Linked DNA regions of Mus musculus: regions 2, 3 and 4 are each linked to region 1. The links are chromatin contacts, called in public HiChIP or PLAC-seq and promoter capture Hi-C maps. All regions are on one chromosome and are shown on one strand. Each heading gives the region's core, a stretch centred on a gene start, on an enhancer-like site or on the middle of the called end of the contact. The rest is flanking DNA. Distances are from core to core; before and after follow the strand shown.

Region 1 (2,700 bases), core at 6-2,505:
TAATAAGTTAGGAGATAAAATAAGCAAACGGTGGAGCATGTCATTTGGATAAATGAAACTCAATAACTCTTTTCTCAAGTTTTGGCAGTAAAAAAAGAGTCATTTCGACCAGTTACCAAAAGTTTAAAAGCCTAGAATTTCGCACTGTGAATTCCTTGGTCAAACAAAACTACACTACAGGTTGAGAACTCAGTAGATCTTCCTTAACATCTGTTAAACTGATAAATGGATGGTCAGCAGCAGAGTAGAATGAATGAATGAGCCAGCCTAAGAGTCAAACACTAAACCGATATGACTCTTCAACTGCGTTCCAGGCTCTGGGTTGCTAACTCCAACTCTTGGCCTCAAGTGGAGCCCCCTTCCCCCTACTTCCCATAGTCCTCTGAGCTCAGAACCAACTCTGAGCGAGCCAAACTGGATGGCGCGCCCCAGCTGGCAGGATGACATAAAGAAAGGGGGTGGAGAGGAGGAAGGGGCAGAGCCAAAGGAATCCGCTCGCTCCCCAAGCCAGTCCCCGCCTCCCGGTAGAATCTCGGAGGCGGCCGGCGACCGCCCGAATCGGGTACCACGTCACGGCATCCCAAAGCATCCCCTCCAGGGAAACGCACGGCGGGGCCGCACAGCAAAGGAAAGCCGGGCAGCAGAAGCCGGAGCGTGCTCCCGGCACCGGGGTCGCACCGACTCCGTCCCCCGCTCAAGTGTCAGCAGGCAGCCCGCCCCGCCCCCTCTCTAAACACGCACTCGCTCACAGCACCACAACAAGAGCAGCCCGCCCGGCTCCTCGCCCGCGCGGCTCCGAGCGGGTTCCAATGTCAAGCCCGCGCCCCCGCGGCCAGCAGCCAGTCTTGGGAACCCTGGCCAGCGTCCGCGCCTCGCGCACTCCTCAGCGGAGACGACAACGGAGAAAAAGCGGGGGCACGGACAGACAGTCAGACAACCCGGAGTCGCCTCGGGGCTCCTAGACCTCGACCTCCGGCGTCCCATCACCAGGCATGCCGGAGTCGCCCTCAGTCCACTTGAGGGAGCCCCGCGATCCCGTTAGGAAACAACGGAGGATGGGGCTGACCGACCCAAGCCGGGCTCCCCGTGCCTGGCCAAGCGCTCCCCTACCCTGGATAGCCTGCCAGCTTTTCCCAGGACCCTGCCTGAGAGACACCCACCTGCCCGGCCTTTCGGGGCTCATCTAAAAGGCTCCTCCGCCAAGACTAGGGGACACCAGGAATTAGGTTTGTTTGCGGTGCCTCAGAAGGGGCAAGATGGCGACAGATACCAGAGCGCAGGCGCAGGCGCGCGCGGCTCGCCGGGAGGTGTAGTTCGCCTTTCCCGCCTTTTGAGAAACGAGCACTCAAAAGCCTCCATTCTTCCTGTCCCTTTTCCTCTGCCTTTTGAAAGGAAAGGGCGGACAACGCGGGTCCTAGTGGGAGTTGTAGTCCGAGTCCAACCTCGCTCCTCTTTCTCTTGCTGCTTGCTGGTCACATGCGCAAGGAAGTCTGGGAGTGTAGTTCCTTTCGGCTTCTACATTACCCTCCAGTCTCCAGCTTCGCGCGCCTATCCTCCGGTCTTTCCCAGCCAATCAGCTGCTCTTTCGGCTGTACGTGTGGCGTCACACGTAGCGGTCAAGATGGCGTCTGTAATTGGAGCTGAGCTTCGACCTTTTCACTCTAGCGAGGGTTGGGATGAAAAGAACACAGCTTGGTCCCTGATGCCCAGTTGAGGATTAAGATCTGGTTCCGTAGACGCTTGGGAGTAGTCATCAGCGTCTTCCAGCCACCCAAACGACAACTCAAGAAAGGTTATCCACTACGGAGAGAGAAGACCTCACAGTGGCCCGTACACCTTTCTCGGTGTTAGGAGTTGCAAGTGGAGGAAAGGAATCCGAGCGGTCTCAGCTTGGAGTTACGCCATGTACGAAGTAGGAGAGGTAGTGATATCTCGTGCAAAATCTGACAAAGGGAAGAAGGGACTTACTTGAGGCACTACGACATGGTAGGTTCACCATCAGCCTTTGTTCTTAACCACACAATGTTGTGGAGGCCTTGTGCCCCTATTTTACAGATCGATAGGGACCCAATATATTGTTTCTCTGATCCAAGAACTCAAAGTTAATTTCTAGTATTATAAATCCCATCGAATTTTGTTGTGTCCTCCCTCTAAATAAAGAACTCTGGTAGCATCGGATGCAATGAAAGTGCAAATCTTGAGGAATTGTTAGTGTGCATCCTTCTGTTAGCAGATTCCCGTGAAAACTAGGGTAACCACTGGGAGGACATCTAGCTCAATGGCAGATTGCTTGTCAAGTATGTGCAAGACCTGGAGACCTGAATCGGATTCCTAGCACTAAGGGATGTTAGGATGGACACACGAGAAAAACTACCCTGTGGGAATATTAAGATACACAACGTGAATGAAAGTTCTTTTCCTAGTTCATTATGAATTACATTTATAATCTCAGCACTGTAGAAGTGGAAGAAGATGAGGAATGCAGGGTCAGACTGGACTGCAAGAGACACCGAGACCAAAACAAGAAAAAAGAAGAAGTTTTTAAGTAAATTGTGAACCACTGCATATGAGTCTACTCCTGCTCCTGAATGGAGCTGTAGGTTAGTCAGAAATAAAAAGGACCATTTCCTATACAGCTCTCCTGGCCTTCTTATTGCACCCTATTTTGAGGTCAGTTTCTTAAGAATACCTTGCAAGGTA
Region 2 (2,700 bases), core at 25-2,524, 350 kb before region 1:
ACAAGACTTTCTCATCTGGCCTGAAACTCGTCCTCCAAAAGAACTTAAGTACAGAACGTTAGCTAAGAGTTTTGCCTCACGGCCTAATAAAGTGGATCCATTCAAAAGAAGGCAGTAGCAACCAAAGACTATTCTCTGTTCCTTGCCAGAAACCAAAAAAGGACGTGTTCTCAAAAGCTAACCAAAGCGGATGGAAGAAGTGGCTGATTTCTTTCTTGCCTGGTTGGAATAATTATGTAGAAAACACAAACACACACACACACAAACACACACACCCCGAGAAAACCCTAATCTGGCTAGTAATGCTGGTCTCCAGGAGCAGCAAATCGTGAACTCTAAAAGTGCTTTCATAGAAATAAGTGTCCTCAGATGACCACTAGCCCCTAGAAAGTCTGATAAGCTAGATGCAGTGGGGAAGCAGGGAGAGGTAGTCTCTTGGGAGAGCAGCTGAGGAAAGTAGTGACTAGGTGCTCTGGCTACCACCTCTGGGACAAGAGGAACAGTGATCTCTAGAAGAAGGCAGCGGGTAGGGATGGCAATAGGAGTGAGAATGGGGGTGGAGGCTCCGGCATTGAGAAACGGTAACTGTCTCCTGGAAGTGAGTGGTCTACCGAGAACGGACAGATGAAGGGAAGGCCCCTGAAGAGTATTCCCGGATTGAGGGTGGATGAAGCCAGTGAGCGTCCCCTTCTCTGTGCCCGGCTGGCTGAGGCCGGGTAGCAGCATTCGGGCCCTCCCGGCAGAGACCTCCTCAGCCCCGAGCGACTTCAGGGCGGGCAGTGGCCGGCCTGGCAGCGGCCGCGCTCAGGTAAGAACTCCTATTCCCAGCGGCGCGCCTCACGCTCTCATCCGAGGTCCGGGCGCGGCTCGTACGTCCCTTTCGTCCCCAACCTGAAGGCCCCCAGAAGCCAGTCCAGGCACCACTGGCGGCCACGTCGGCTCCCCGGCTTCCCACGGCCGCGCACGCCTAGCTGCCGCTCGCGGGCCCGGCCTGGAGCCTACCCTCGCCGCCAGGTTCGCCCTCCGCGTTCTCCCACACGTCTCCCCTCGGCGCGCGCCCTCGCCTCAGGCTCCACTCACAGAACTCAGCGACGAACAAGGTCACCACATAGTTCTCCTCACACCAGTCCAATGTGGAGGTCGTGGGGCCCCAATAGCCTTTGCGGTCCACAGCCGGAGCCATCGCGCTGACGCCCCACACACCCTGCTCAGCCGCTCTCGGGCCGGCTCAGGCAAAGCGCGCTCTCCGGCTTCCTCCTCCCTTACCCAAAGGGCAGGGGCGGGGCTAGAGCCGTCACTGAACCTGCCCAGAGGCAGGCCCCGCCCACCGAGCCTCTGGCCCGTCCCGCTCCCTGCCCAGTCCCACCCACCGCTCCCGGGGCAGGCGCAAATGACCCATCCTGATCGTGCGGGGCTGATCTGTAGCTCTTGGACCCTGGGTGGGAATCCGGAGAAGTGGGAGAGGTTGTTATCAGCCAGAGGAGTTAGGGAAAGGGGCGGGGGGAACCCGGCCGACCCCGACGTGAGGGTGAAGTAAGTTGGGAGGCTTCCAGGACCCACTTTTCCGTCAGGATGGGACCAAGCCTCTATTAGTGTGAGGGCAGTCTGTTTTAATTGGGGCAAGAATGAGAAGAAACCTTTCTCTGTCAAGATTAAACTTGCACAATGAGACACCTCAGTGTCTAACTCAGACCACGGACCTCCAACGAGGGAGGAGACTAGTAACAACACCCCCAGGCAGCTCCAGAGATACCCAGGAAGTCATTCTGAGTGAAAGGGACAAGTCAGAATGTACAGAACAAAAACCAGGTATTAGGATCCTTTAAAAGTATACACTGAGGGGCTCCGCTGTTAGGACCGTTGACTGGACTTCCAGAGGTCCTGAGTTCAATTTCCAGCAACCATATGGTGTCTCACAACCATCTGTAATAAGAACCAATGCCCTCTTCTGGTGTGTCTGAAGGCAGCTACAGTGTACCCACATACAACAAATAAATAAATAAATAAATAAATAAGCAAACAAACAAACAAATCTTTTCTTAAAAAAAAAAAAAAACGTGTACACTGAGTAAAGTACTAAAAAGTCTGTGGCTTCCCTTTAGGCCATGCACAGCATTTTCTGCCTCTTTAGTGAGCTTTTCTCCCTTGTCACCTCCACACTGGGCTATTAAAGTCCGTGAGATGGCTCAACGGGTTTGGCTAAAGGCACTTACCATGCAAGCCTGGCAGGCTGAACCTGATCTCAAGAACCCATGTAAAATACAAGGAGAGAACCGACTTCATAAAGTTGCCCCCAGACCTCCGTACAGGCAACATAGCACACGTGTCTACACACACACACACACTGGGGGGGGGGCATAATAATAATAATAATAATAATAATAAGAAGAAGAAGAAGAAGAAGAAGAAGAAGAAGAAGTAAAAACTTAAAAAATAATGGATACATCCTGCTGCCTTTTGTGTTCAGCTCCATCAAACTTTCCCCCTGCTATGAAGATGCCGACTCTCCCACTTTTGTTTAAAATTTTGCTCCTTGAAGACCTCCCTGGCTTTCACACCTGAGAGCCTTTTGTCCTTCCTTCGTATCCCACACTCATGACACCATGAATAGAGACACTTCCCATACTTTGTGAGCCAGCCTGCAAGATTCTGCCTGGCCACACTGTGCAGAACAGGGATATACAATTGTTATTTTCTAAA
Region 3 (2,700 bases), core at 89-2,588, 360 kb after region 1:
ATCAAATATGCCATATTTTTTCCTCTGTTTCATTCTCTTTTGTTTTTTACTTTGTTTTTATTTATGTGTACACTTGTGTGTCTATATGTGGATGTGTCCTTGTGTGCTCAGACGCCCATGGAGGCCATCAGTCCCCTGGAGCTTGAGTTATAGGCAGCTGTGAGACACTCCACGTAAATGTTGGGAACTGAGCCTGGGTCCTCTGAAGAACAGCAAGTCCTTCAACTGCTGAGCCATCTCTCCAGTCCCATGGACTCATTCCGAAATTCAACAAATACTTAATATATACTTTATATCTTCTATGAGTCAAACATTTGTCTAGATCCTGGGACTCAAAAGAGATGGAAGGTTGGGAAGGAAGGAGGAAGGGAGGGAGGAAGGGGAGGAGGGAGGAGGGGAAAGAGACCAAAGGAAGCGGGAGAATGGGAGTAGGGGGGTTGGGATCCCAAGTCTCATGGTTTAGAGAGACACAAATATATTAAATAGCTATCACATTAGATGGTAATAAATACTATATAGGAAAACCAAGCAAGATAGGGACTGAGTGTACTGGGGTGTGGTTCTCAGTGGGATGTTATGAAACTATATGATTTCTAGGTTCACTTCCAGTTTAAAACTCCCTTGACTTCCTTCTGTGTTAACTAGGCGGCATACAAACACACAGTGACCCTCTGAACCTGACCTCTACAGCTTACACGTTCTATCACCTTACCCTGGGTGTCAGCACTCATAGTTTAGAAAAACAGGATTAAGCAGACATGTGTCCACACTGAGACAAAGCATACGCAGTCACTTAATGGAACAAGTCAATTCCCAGTCTTGCCTGGGAGAGGAAAGGAAGGAAAATAAAACCTAGCAAGTTCTCCCCAGACAAAGGTCCTAAAAATGCATTTTTGTACATTACAGAAAAAAAAATCTGATAATTTTCCCTCCCTCTACAATGTTCTCGTGGCCTGGCATTAGGCCTTTATGGTCCTAAGTTATAACACAAAAGGCAGCCATTTCTCTAGCGTGGAGGGAGGATTTTCCAGAGACAAGGCAAGTGCTATGAAGAGACAAGCAGCTCCTGCTGCTGCTTGGGTACCACGGACACCTGCTCTGGCCAGGAACAGCACGAGCAGGTGTGCGGATGAAGGTCATTGGAATGGACTGCTAATCTCAGCATCTCTACAAGATGAACAAATGTGTTTCGTTAGGTCCCAGGAGAGGGCCTGCGCACAGGTAGCTGCTCACACATAGCTCCCGCAGTCTCAGGGGCCTGTGATTGGACAACCCTTGGTGTAAGAGGCGCCTTTGGATGCGCATGTGCGAGCGGCAGTGGGAAGAGGCTGCATATGGGAGGTAACAGCTCCCGGGACTGCCGGGCAAGCTGTGAGTTTTTAGTATTTTTCTAACTCACTGCACATTGCAGGCCGTTCGAAGTCACGTGGCTTCATTTGCAGCAGAGTGTGATTTAGTGGTGCACACGTGGCTTCCCGACACAGAACAGCTGTTTGAAAGCCGCCGTTCTTTTCCTCTGAGGAAGAGCATCAGAAAGCACCAGACGCTGTGAAGCCCTGAGATCTGCCCGTCCAGTCTGAGGTCATGGATCCTTTGGAATGCCTCAGCTAACCCACATCTCTCTAAAGGTGAACACTTCACAAATCAGACTCTCATAACTGATCCTATTCATTTTAAAATCCACCTTTCAAAAGTGGATTCATCCTGGCTGAATATAATCAAAGAACAAATTAAACGGTAAGAAACTATCTTCATTAAACCCAGCACTATGTATATACACTAATAAAGTGATTTTTTTTTTTACATTTGTTTATGTGTTTAGTATTTACGTACGTGTGTGTGTCCTGCGAGTCAGAGGACAGCGTATAGGAATGAGTGAGCTCTTTCCTTCTGCCGCAGGAATCCCAGGGACCACACTCAGGTGTTAGGCTTGGGGGCAGGGCTCTCAGCAGCTGAGCCACCAATACCAACCCAAATGCTTTCTTCAAGTGCGTTAGTTCCACTGACTTCCTTTCCCCCTCCCCTGTCCTGGCAGCTCTAGGTCACTCACTGTACCTTTCATGCTTGGAGTTCACAGTTATCCGACGTTAATAAAACAGTCTGCCAGTCACCTCCCAAGTAATTATATCTCAAGTTTCATCTAATAGAAAGTGGCACATTTACCTCACGCTACTAGCAGATGGGAACTTTGATTTCTAACATTTAAAATACACCAGCAGCCATCTGAATGCAACATTATTAGCATCGTTATTAGTACGGTCTAGAGATTTTTTTCCAAGAATAATATGATAATCGCTTGACAAAAACAAGAGTTTGAACAGGTACTTATACAAGAACCTACCAGCTCATTGCTTGTCGATGTGAGTCTTAGTTTTTCTTCAATTTCCTTTCCAAGTCTCTGAACAGTTACCTGAGTCTGTTTAATTGCACACTGGGCTCTATGAAGCCTAGAAATACAAGTTGTAGAAAAATGTAAGTGAGTTAATTACAAAGTCTAAACAGAGAGCCACAGACATGAATTATAAATCTCCTAGGATAAATAGAATCAATCCTGAACAAACCAATTATTTCTAGAGTCAAACATATAATGAAGTAACAGGAATTACAAGCCCTAAAATAACAGTACTCTGCAATGCCTCCTCCTGCTACGACATGGGTAGGGCAAAGGACTCTAGGGGTTTAGAAGTGCTTTAGAACGTG
Region 4 (2,700 bases), core at 55-2,554, 300 kb after region 1:
ATGCCTGCTTTCTGGATGTCAAAGCTCAAGTTTATGCACATAAGTTAGCTGACAATTTTTCCAAGTGCATATGCTGTCTAGGAACCCATACATTCACAATGTATTTGAGAAAGATGTATTTCAATTATGAAATTGAAAAAAATCACTTCAGTTCATCATCTTGCCCAGTTTCGGAGAACAGAAAGGCAATTCAGAGTTTCTCAGTCACAGGAGAAAGTATGGCCTTCAGTGGAGGAAACTCCAAAGATGCTGAGCTGACAGCAACCGGTGTAACATCCAGCCCTGTGTAATCCCTTTTAATTAGCAGCAAGGGTTGGTTCCCCAGTCTGACCAGTCATTTGGACCTGACCTCTGACAGGTCCTTACACGCCATCGAAATCTCATTTTATTTTACAGCCTCATATTTGTTATTGGGCTAATCTTTACCTGTTCTACATCACACAACAGCTCAAATATTTGAATGGCCCGGCAATAAATTCCCATGGTCCCCCTGGGTCAGTCAGATGTTAGCTGTTAAGTAAAGCTAAAAGGATCTCTGCTTCATAAATCTCCTTCAGGGCCCACATTTGCTCTTACAGGAGAGGCTTTCAAGCCCAAACATCTTTATAGCTATGTGCAGTGATTTATTAACTCCGCCTTGTTTTATCCAGAAAGATCAATCACATATGTATCAATAAGCCGGTGTGCTGGGGACGGCCTTTTATTGTACATATAACCACCTGCCTTTAATACAAACTCCAAGCTAAAGCTTTGGTAAGCGATTGCTGGATTTTAACAACCTTCACCTGTTTCTAATTTGGTAGAAAACATATGGTTTAGCTCTGCTAGTTTGTTCTAAGCCAGTCTTTCCTCTTTCGGGCCCAACAATATAAAAGAAAACAAATCCAGGGTGCAAACCCCTACATTCGAACACACACACACACACACACACACACACACACACACACACACACACACACACACACACACACACACACACACACACACACACTCTGCACAACTGCCTTGAGAAGCATTTCTCACAAATAATAGAGGGATGAATTCTCTGGAATATGAAATTATTACATTTCTTTGAAAAACTAGATGTGTCCAACACTACTCTTGAGAATTCTAAAAACTATGTTTAAATTGAATATGACTACTTTATCTCAGTACTTCGAAAAAAGGATAACAGCTATATCTCACTGCCTGTGCGGTCGGCAGAGAGTGGAGTAGTTTACATTGGGCCAGGCATAACTAAGTTTTTCTTCTCCCTTCCCTCATCCCTCTCTAAATTAGACCCAAAGTTTGGAAGGCAGGGAGCCAGGGGAGAGTGCACAACAACCTAACCCAGCATGGTAAAGTCAATAACAAAATTAAGAGTGTCTGGGTGCGAGGGCAGGAGAAAATCCCCAGGAAAAAGTGACTAATAGAAATGTCTAGCAGAGCAGGAGTCAGCCCCGCCTCCCGCAGCTCCCCCAGACTTCTTTCCTGCCCCCCCCCCCCCAGGACTTAATTCTGGCCGCGGCTGGCAGGGCATCTCAGATTCCGGTCCTCCTTGTCTGAGGCCTGCTGCAAGTGTCTGTCCTGACGCCTTTACAGATCCAAGCCTCTCTTGCACTGCGAAGCGCACGCACACCCTGGGGCAGCAGGAATGAGGCTTTGCTTGACACTCGCATGCTACCTCAGCTGCCTGGGGCCCAGTACTGAGTAAATGCTCATCCAACAGTTCCAATTCATCTACCAACAAACGAATGAAATCACACTTTAAACAATTAATGCTTACTTGTACAAAAATGATGCATGTATGTGGCTTTAAGAGTCTGAAGTGTTTTTACAAGCTTGATGGTTAAATCAAAATCCACTTACATGTTTACTAGCTAAAATACAGGAACTCTATCCCCAGTTCCTAGATGCCAGAACCAATTACTCTTAACCCGTTAAGTCCCGCCCTGAGTTGTACTCTCGTTGTGATTAATACCCTTCTTGGCCTGTTTGATTGTGAGGTTTAAAAATGACCTGACAATCCATGGGGAAAAAACGAGACTCTAGCTCTATTATATTTCACCCCTCTTCTTCCCCAACACCCACATGTCCTTTTGCCTTCACTCTTAGGACAGTTACCACCACAGCTTGGCTTACATCAACAAACGATCCTACACTATTACCACTACAAAGAGATCAGAAGAGATTACTTTGATCCAAGACACACAATCTATAATCCGATATATAATCCGTGCAGTCCTTTTTCTTAAAGTTGGCTTTCCTGAGTTCATAGGCAGCTACCTAGGTTTATTGTTTTCTTCTTTCACTGCTAAGTTTGTCTGTGTCTAATTTCTTTCCAGATCTGAAAGTGATGTAACTCTTCTCTTGCTGGGATGAAGGCCTTCCGTGGTTCTTTGGTTCCTTTTTCTCCAAGTCCTCCATTCCCTGGCTCCACTGGTCCAAGGGAGCTGAGGTGTTGTGTCCCTCTATCCTCTGACCCCTCCGGGGGTTCTATCTCTTGATGATGGCTCCCTCTTACCCACCTTATGCCTGTGTGCTAACAGATTCCGCCTTCCAGCAGCTTCCTAGGAGAGGTGAGGAGATAGCTTTCTTCTTTTTAGGTTTGTTAAGGGAGCAAAGGTCTAGCACCTCCTTATAGGACAAGGACAGACCAAAGGACGACTCTACCAAAGTCCAACTTGGGGAGCCAGCGAGTTTTCTGGGCTTACTGACAGC

What was found. Promoter capture Hi-C pulls out the DNA fragments that hold promoters and counts their contacts. HiChIP or PLAC-seq counts read pairs in DNA pulled down with a chosen protein or histone mark.
Region 2: a contact with region 1 is called in a FOXA1 HiChIP or PLAC-seq map of pancreatic cancer cells. The contact joins the promoter of Acer3 here to the promoter of Emsy in region 1. A contact is called at or near these places in 5 of 115 datasets of contacts at active chromatin or transcription factors (embryonic stem cells, large pre-B cells, memory CD8 T cells and 2 more) and 2 of 9 other capture datasets (adipose tissue and liver).
Region 3: a promoter capture Hi-C map of hippocampal neurons shows a contact between it and region 1, with 2.9 times the contacts expected there. The contact joins the enhancer-like site here to the promoter of Emsy in region 1. A contact is called at or near these places in 5 of 39 promoter capture datasets (HPC-7-derived erythroid cells, cranial neural crest, hippocampal neurons and 2 more), 7 of 115 datasets of contacts at active chromatin or transcription factors (craniofacial prominence, embryonic hindbrain, embryonic limb bud and 3 more) and 1 of 9 other capture datasets (adipose tissue).
Region 4: a promoter capture Hi-C map of cranial neural crest shows a contact between it and region 1. The contact joins the enhancer-like site here to the promoter of Emsy in region 1. A contact is called at or near these places in 4 of 39 promoter capture datasets (the 3T3-L1 cell line, cranial neural crest and hippocampal neurons) and 1 of 9 other capture datasets (pancreatic islet).

What each region holds. Positions count from the first base shown.
Region 1 is chr7:98,655,314-98,658,013 of GRCm38.p6, forward strand. Emsy (EMSY, BRCA2-interacting transcriptional repressor) reads right to left here and starts at 1,256. Exons shown (of 20, transcript NM_172280.2): 1 at 1,161-1,256.
Region 2 is chr7:98,308,268-98,310,967 of GRCm38.p6, forward strand. It overlaps Acer3 (alkaline ceramidase 3), which reads right to left and starts at 1,275. Exons shown (of 11, transcript NM_025408.3): 1 at 1,081-1,275. The coding sequence starts at 1,183.
Region 3 is chr7:99,014,228-99,016,927 of GRCm38.p6, forward strand. It overlaps Uvrag (UV radiation resistance associated gene), which reads right to left. Exons shown (of 15, transcript NM_178635.3): 7 at 2,342-2,447. Among named protein-coding and RNA genes, the nearest start is that of Uvrag, 130 kb to the right of the region's middle. Within about 2 kb of position 1,339, at least 25 of the 459 cell types and tissues checked have an H3K27ac peak or open chromatin away from gene starts, as enhancers often do. A contact at or near this core is called in hippocampal neurons, where this site is marked.
Region 4 is chr7:98,956,892-98,959,591 of GRCm38.p6, forward strand. The region is part of intron 12 of Uvrag (UV radiation resistance associated gene); the gene reads right to left. Among named protein-coding and RNA genes, the nearest start is that of Gm33827, 82 kb to the left of the region's middle. Within about 2 kb of position 1,305, at least 23 of the 459 cell types and tissues checked have an H3K27ac peak or open chromatin away from gene starts, as enhancers often do.